Regions from separate parts of the Sus scrofa genome. Here region 1 is linked to region 2. A link is a contact called in public Hi-C data. All regions are on one chromosome and are shown on one strand. Each heading gives the region's core, a stretch centred on a gene start, on an enhancer-like site or on the middle of the called end of the contact. The rest is flanking DNA. Distances are from core to core; before and after follow the strand shown. Region 1 holds the start of LOC100155087 (forkhead box protein D4-like 1). Region 2 holds the start of DMRT3 (doublesex- and mab-3-related transcription factor 3).

What was found. Hi-C and Micro-C count contacts between places; a contact is called where the count stands out from the background.
Region 1: a contact with region 2 is called in a Hi-C map of epiblast stem cells, with 2.5 times the contacts expected there. The contact joins the promoter of LOC100155087 here to the promoter of DMRT3 in region 2. A contact is called at or near these places in 2 of 47 Hi-C or Micro-C datasets (epiblast stem cells and heart right ventricle).

What each region holds. Positions count from the first base shown.
Region 1 is chr1:221,576,049-221,579,821 of Sscrofa11.1, forward strand. LOC100155087 (forkhead box protein D4-like 1) reads left to right here and starts at 1,637. Exons shown (of 1, transcript XM_021075468.1): 1 at 1,637-3,773. The coding sequence starts at 2,029. The coding sequence ends at 3,363.
Region 2 is chr1:220,832,752-220,836,472 of Sscrofa11.1, forward strand. DMRT3 (doublesex- and mab-3-related transcription factor 3) reads right to left here and starts at 1,329. Exons shown (of 2, transcript XM_021064400.1): 1 at 628-1,329. The coding sequence starts at 1,084. It overlaps LOC110255645 (a long non-coding RNA gene), which reads left to right and starts at 860. Exons shown (of 3, transcript XR_002336226.1): 1 at 860-1,060; 2 at 1,798-1,892; 3 at 2,056-2,208.

The sequences.
Region 1 (3,773 bases), core at 387-2,886, 740 kb after region 2:
TTCATTTTTAAATAACCTAATTCCCATAGAAGTTGACTCTAGGGAAACTAACAATGCTCCTTTTCTCAGGTAATCTTGGATTTCTATGCTGATGGAAGAAATGTGCTTTACCTATAGGGGGTTAAGAAGGAGGCATCTGGGAATCTAAGGTTGAATAAGACACCTGTCCCGGCCCTAAGGAAGCTTAGTTTAGCAGGTCACACAAGTAGTAATTGGTTAATTTGGGATTCAAACACAAATCTGCTAGGCTCAAAGTCATCTGCTATTTGTTTTGTTTGAAACTGCATGCAATTGAGAAGCCTTAGAGGGGTAAGCACCTCAGAAGTAGAGGATAAGACTGAAAAACACTTGCAAGAAAGCTTTCAAAATTCAGTCCTGAAGAAACAAGCTACTTTAAGCTATTTTTTGCTATGTTACCCAGCTTCTGGTTTCTCACTAGAAATTGTCATTTTACAGACATTAATGGAAGATTTACTATGTACTAATCAATGGCATACTACAATATTTTAATGCTGCATTTTTATTAGATGTCACCTCAAATTTGCTTCACATGTAGGTGGGTATTAGGAATGTACTGCTGCTCAGTATTTTACCATAAGATCCCTAGTTATATAACACACATTAAATTATATTGCACTGCATGGTTACTTTATTCTCCGAGCTGATCTAAATGAAGCCAATCTAAAAATCCTGTTACTTCCAAGATGTCAAGTGACTTAAACAGAGCACCTCTGTCATCTTGCTTCTCTGCTGCATGAGTAAGGACTGACATCTGGTGATTTACAGACACCAAAATTGCAGCCCTTTTTGCCTCGTTTAAGTTCCAAGATTAGGATTTATTTTATAGTCAAAAGTTCTTAATGTTTTTTGTTGTTGTTTTTAGAAGGAAGAAAGAAAGAGTCTGGCTCAGATTGGCTGCATCCTTTGCAGTTGTTGGGCCATTTTTTGTGAAAAGGATTTTTCAAACTGGGTTTGTACTAATTAGTATGCAGCAAAATCAGTTTAGTTGGTCATGACCTTAAAGAAAAAAAAATAGTGATCATTTGTCTTGTGAAACAGTTATATAAGTCTACAAGCAAGATGGTGGTTATAAAATGTACTTCATTCTCAGGTTAATGTTGAAAGAAATTGAGAATCACTGCTGAAAGGGGACTTCTATTTAGCCCTCTTGCTTTCCCTCCATCCTGAACTTCGGCAGCGTAATGGCAGGACATTTCAGATTTTTCTGAAAACTTGAGTCAGGGAGAATATTTTGGGAAGCTGAGATAGGGGGTAGTAGGAACAAGGCAACACCCTCTCTTGCTCCACCCTTAGCTGGAGGATGTAGTTAGAACATTAAAAATATTTCAGCTCATTGTTCTAGATGAGGACAGAATCTACCAATTGAAAATGCGAGATTAACCAGCTCTGAAACACAAAACACACTTTTACTGTTATACATTCTTTTAGAGTCAAACACCATATACATTTCAGTGCCTCACCCACCCCCACCCCCTCCTGCTTTTTTTTAACCTTCAGGAGAGAGGCTTGAATATCGAGGTAGCCTTGGATTGCCAAGTATATAATTTCCCTACCTCTTTTTTATTTGCGCCGTTTTCAAAGTGAGTTAACAGAGCCTGTGCAACTCTCGGCCAGACTGGCTGGCTAGGCCTGAGGAGTGAAGCATCTTCCTTGGTGGCGGGTGTGTGTAAGAAGGAGGAGGCTGAAGGCTGTTTCGGCGTCGTGGGGTAATGCACAAAGGACCCTTATCATTGGACTGCGTCGGGAGGAAGTGAGCGCTCTAAGGAAGGGCAAGAAAGAGTATAAAGGGAGGTGGGGGAGTCAGAAGAACTTTTAATAAAAGGGAAAGTGCGTCTTTGCTGGACGGTGTAGGAAAGGAGGAGAAACCAGCAGCAGAAAAAAAATCACCTGAAAGGGTAACCTCGAGCATCCTTCGTTCTTGGACACTTCAACCAAGCTTCCAGCCCAGCCCATCCAGAACCAGGTGAGCGGCCGCACCTCCCTGGTGTCTGCAGGACCTGCTCCTCCATGAACTTGCCAAGTACTGAGCCCCTTCGCTCCACACCCCCACGCAGCCTCCGGAGCTCGGATGGGGAAGACGGTGAGATCGATATACTGGGAGAGGAGGAAGATGAAGACGAGGAGGAGGAAGAGGAGAACGACGAGCCTGAGAGGAGCCAGCGGCTCTTAGAGCAGTTGCACCAGCCAGAGCCGCAGGGGGCGCGGCGGGGCGCGGGCGCACTTCCCCGAGACCGCCCTGAGAGCGGCTGCTGCCCGAGCGACTCCTCCGAATTCAGGACATCAACCGGGTCTGCAGCGGCTTCTGCGGATGGTACGCAGCCGACGAAGCCCCCCTACTCATACATTGCACTCATCACCATGGCCATTCTACAGAGCCCGCACAAGCGCCTCACGCTCAGCGGCATCTGCGCCTTCATCAGCGGTCGTTTTCCCTACTACCGCCGCAAGTTCCCCGCCTGGCAGAACAGCATCCGCCACAACCTCTCGCTCAACGACTGCTTCGTCAAGATTCCCCGCGAGCCAGGACACCCGGGAAAGGGCAACTACTGGAGCCTGGACCCCGCCTCCCAAGACATGTTCGACAATGGCAGCTTCCTTCGGCGCAGGAAGCGCTTCAAGCGCCACCACCAGCCCCCGGTGGCCCACCTGCACCACCCCTTCCCCCTGCCGGCTGCATCCGCCGCCCTGCACGGCCCCTACACAGGCATGCTGCTTGGGCCTCCGACCCCTTCGCAGCCGGTCCTCGGGGCCTATTCTGCTCCCACTTCCGCGAGCCGCCCTTGCGCACTGCTGCATCCTCACCCCCTCCGCTACCTGCTTCTCTCTGCCCCAGCCTACGCTGAGTCGCCCAGGAAAGCTGAAGGCGAGGATCTGATGACCCCTGGCACCCTTTCGGCGCTTCAACCCACGCTGGATTCCCAACCTTGGGAAGAGGGCAAGGGACCGGCGTCCCAGTCAGGAGGCAGATGCACCTCCTTTAGCATCGAGAGTATCATGCAAGGAGTCCGGGGAGCTAGTTCTGGCGCTGTGCAGAATCTGCCCCCGCCCCCGTGGGGCTACTACCACCTGCTGCAGCGCCCGTCGTGCCTGTTGCATCCCCAAGCTGCTGCCCCTTTGCTCCACGTGTCCGCCGCCGCCGCATCCGCTGCCCGGACGATTTTGCAGCAGCAGCAACAGCAGCAGGACTGTGCCAGCGGCTGCGCTCCCAGCAAGGGCGCTCTGCTGGGCCGGCACCTGTCCGCCACCGCGGCGTTACTGGCTTGTCAGCCGGGAGCAGAGGGCCCTAGGTTTAGGTCGCTGGTCGCCCTTTCCGGCAGAGAGGGGACCTCGTCTGCCTTTTGAGTAGCATCCACAGCTTGCCAGGTGCCAGCTCCTCGGGAAGGACCGGGAACCAAGCCGGAGGGCGGAGCCACCCAAGGTTATGCTCTCCTCCCAGTCTGCTCTGGCACACTCCACCTTGCATAGCCTGGACCTGGTGCGTGCATCTTTATTCCGAAGAGGAGAAACCACTAAATTCTGTTCACAACGAAATTTCTAGAAAGGAAAATTTGGTTACTGTTCCCTTAAGACAACATGAAGGTAAACGTCCGACAGCGTCATCAAGGCTCACCTTTTAAAGAAAACTTCCAGTTGTGACTTCCAAGCCTTTTCCGATTTGCACATTTCCAGAGGAACTATGAACGTGAGTGGGACATTTTGTTCTAGCATTAAAAGAAAAACAATGAAAATAAATTGTCCAGTGCACAACATGT
Region 2 (3,721 bases), core at 79-2,578:
TGTATTTCTTTAAAACCAAAGAGACTGCTAAGGGCTGCCTTCAAAATGGTGTTAAAGGACCTGAGCCCTTCTGCAAAAGGAGTTGGCTGACTCTGGGGGCACCAGATTCTGGGTCCCTGCTATCAGTCTAGGGGCCTTTCTGGTCGTCTTTATCATTGCTTCTAAATGAGGCTTCATTCAACAAACTGCAAGAAGCTGGAGCCCACAGTTGGCTACTATGAAGGCTTCAGGTTCCCTGCAGTTCCCAGAGAGCCCAGAAAAACGCCGAGAATCAGACACGCCTGGGATCTCAGTTCCTTTCCTGCACATATCCATCGCAGCTTCTAAATACCGAGCCCACTAAAGCCGGAAGCCAGAAAATCCTGGCCTGCTGCATTTTAACTTGGTCCAGTTCTGACCTCTTTATTAACCCTTCCTCTTTTAACCTGGGAAAGGCACTTGGCGAGCCGAGGCGTCATTCCCACGTGCTCCAGACTGAAGGCTGCTTAGGCCGAGAGACTTAGGACTAGCTTGTTGAAAGATGGGGCGGAAAGCCGGGCCGAGCCAACTTCCCCAAAACTGGCCTCCCGGCCTCCCTGGCAAAGCCACAACAGCCGCTTGGAAGTTTTTTCGCCCAGCCGCTCTTACCTGGCTTGGCGAGCTGCGCCTGCAGCGCCCCGGGCTGGGGCTCAGCAGCCCAGCGCAACGCCGCGGCCGCTGCCAGCTCGGCGGCTGGACGCGGCGGCGGAGGCGGCTGCGACGGCTGCGAGGTCGGCGGCGGCTGCGGGGCGGCGGCGGCGTCTCCTGGCGGTGGAGGTCCCGGCAGGGCGCGCAGAGAGTCTGGGATGAGGCTCTCGAGGCTCTCGTTGGCCTGCTGCCTGCGCAGCGCCACCTGGGCCGCCATGACCCGCTGCCGCTCGATGATGAGGATGCACTTCTCGCAGGTGCAGTCTTTGAAGCGGCAGTAGCGCTTGTGGCCCTTGAGCCAGGACAGCACGCCGTGGTTGCGGCAGCGCGCGCACTTCGGCGTGCGCTGCAGGGGCGCCCGCGGCGGCTGCGACACCGGGCCGCCCATATACAGGTAGGGGGAGCCGTAGCCGTTCATGCCCCGGGCCCCGGGAAGAGCTGGCGGACTGGCGGCGAGAGCGGGTCAGGCGGACGCTGGACGGCGGGGTTGGGAGGCCGGCTCTGGGGCGGCCTCCGGGCGGCGCAGTCCTTGGTCCCGCAGGCACGCAGTCCCAGCAGCCGCGTGCGCTCCGGCGTGGCAGGCGGGGCAGCAGCTGTTTACTGCTCCCGCGGCGCTCAGCTAGCAGCCTCAGACTCCCGGCTGGCGCTCTACCTATCCCACGCCGGTAGCGTATTTGGCCGGCACGTCCTTCTTCGCCCAAGCGCTGCAGCGGCTGCCAGGAGCCGGCAAGAGCTCCGATTAAGATCTGAGCCAGCTCGTCTGCGGCTCCCGCGCTGGCCGGCCAGGCACTTCCTCCGCCGCCCTCCCCCCTCTCCTCCTCCCTCCCACCGCCACCCCCACCCCAACCCCCCGGGTCCCTGGCTTCTTATTCCAAGCCTGCCTCCTTCCTTGCAGCTCAAGCCCCTCCAGTTCCTGCACTTCACCTTCTTTGCCACCTGCCGCACGGCCACTCTCACGGGGGCGCTCAAGGCCCCTCCTCCAAGCACCCAGCGCTTCCTCTGCCGCGGCGGCAGTCACTGCAGCGCTTCGCTACGCGGTGGTGCACGCGGGGCGGGGAAGAAGGGACCAGCGCGGGTGAGAGTGGGGGTGACTGTAGGCGAGCTCCTTCGCTCTCTTTCCCCTCCCTCCAGGCCTGATTTGGCAGCGCCGACCCCAAGGCCGCCTTCATTCTCACACTTGGCCACAGATACACCGCTCCGAGAGAACCGGAGTCTACCGGAGAGTTGTGGGTGCACCCTGGTCCCGGCGTGAGCCAAGAGGGTTTTAAGTTGGGGGGAGCGAGGCCCGGCGGCCACTGGCGGGGGGAGTTGGGGGAAGGGCAGTGGAATTGGTTCGAGAAATGTTAGCTTTCTTGATTTCCTTTTGCAACTTTGTTTTTTCTTTTGCAGCTGCGGAAGACAATATTAGAAAACCTCTGGTCCAAGGATGACAATCCATTTTGCAGGCTACTTAACAGGGGAAACCAGTCCCTCCTCTCTGGCGCTGAGTTTCTCTACCCTCATCCCCACGTTTTAATAAAAGTCTCTGTTCTGAAAGACTGAGAAGTGCTCTTATGGAGGATTTACTTAAGTACTGGGTCTAAACTTTCAGAGAGCAGACGGAGCCACGCTTGCATCCCCAGAGTTACCAGTCATGATCTCCCCTCCTCCGCCCAACTGCCTTTGACCGATCAAACGGAGGTTTCGCATCACCCATTTCAAACCTCCACGGAATCAGCACTCTAGTTATGAGTAAGGGATAGGATCACACCAACACCCCCAGCGTCTTTGGGTAGATGGGGTGGGAGAGGGCCCTTGCACAAGGTAACAGCATAAAACTGTTTAACCTGTTATCTGCGTGCTTTTAATCTCTGAGTACGGGTTTGGCATAAAGCAGACTACTGCCACAAATGCACATGGGCCTGCCCCCAGAGCAAATAATAATAATAATAATAAAGGGCAGGTGGATACAGCTGCACAGAGTAGCACGATGTCTCAGTGCGAAGCAGGGGAGGCGGCAGTCCCACAGCTAAAGGTCTACAAGCTCCTTAGAGCAGACCCTGAACTCATCTCTTGGCGATCTGGGCGAATCAAATGGGACACCTACATAGACAAGTTCCCCGATGGGCAAACATTTGGTTGCACAGTGGTCCTTGTCCTCTAAGCTTTTATCTGCCTTCACCTGCCCATGAAGCCAACAGGCAACCCAAAAATGTCCCTCTGTATTTGCTGTGAATTCAAATACCATCACACGTTTTAGCAGCCAACCCTCCACCTAGAAGGGTGATTCCGGGAGGGGAGGAAGTTAAAAAGGGAACATGGTTGATTGTATTTCCCTTGAGGCCCTTTACTGCCCCCCATCTCTCCCATTTCTGACCTGCAGATCCAGTGGGGTGCAGAAAGGAAAACTTTGCAAGAGAGGCCTGTCCCCAAAGCCACTTTAGGCACCAACCCCTGGGTCTTGCCCCTAACCCTCCTACTTCTCATCACCTCATCGATCCTCTCCTCCCACACTTGGAGAGGAAACAAGCCCTAAAACACTACAACTGGGAGGAACTTCATAAACTCTCAAGAATGGAGGCATAGGTTACCAGAAGCCCCGTGGGCCAGCAGCAGGGAAGTGGGAAAATAGCCAGTCGCGATTCACGTGAGGAGAGACAGAGAGGACCTAGAATGACATTGTATCTGGGAGTTTCCATGCTGAAATCTCCAGGCTCTTGGGAAGGTGGCAACCACAGACTTTTTTCAAAGCCAAGTTTCTCCTGACAGTCACCAAATGGTCAGCAAAATCAGGGTATATAAAGAAGTCGGGAGTAAATAATTTTTTTAAAGGAAAGCAGCAGAGCTCTGCACCAGGTTTTTTTTTTTTTGAAGGGGGCATTTCCACTACTAAGGCGACCCCCTTTCCTCCCTCAGTCACCTAGCCACCCTATCCCTTTACTCCTCAAACAGTCTGGCATTATTTGGTGCCGGGACTCGTTTCACTCCAGTGCACATCAGGGGCTGAGATCTAAATACTCATTTGATATAGCGCGGTAATCCTTTTCTCATATTTGATGGGAATGTTTTCCATATC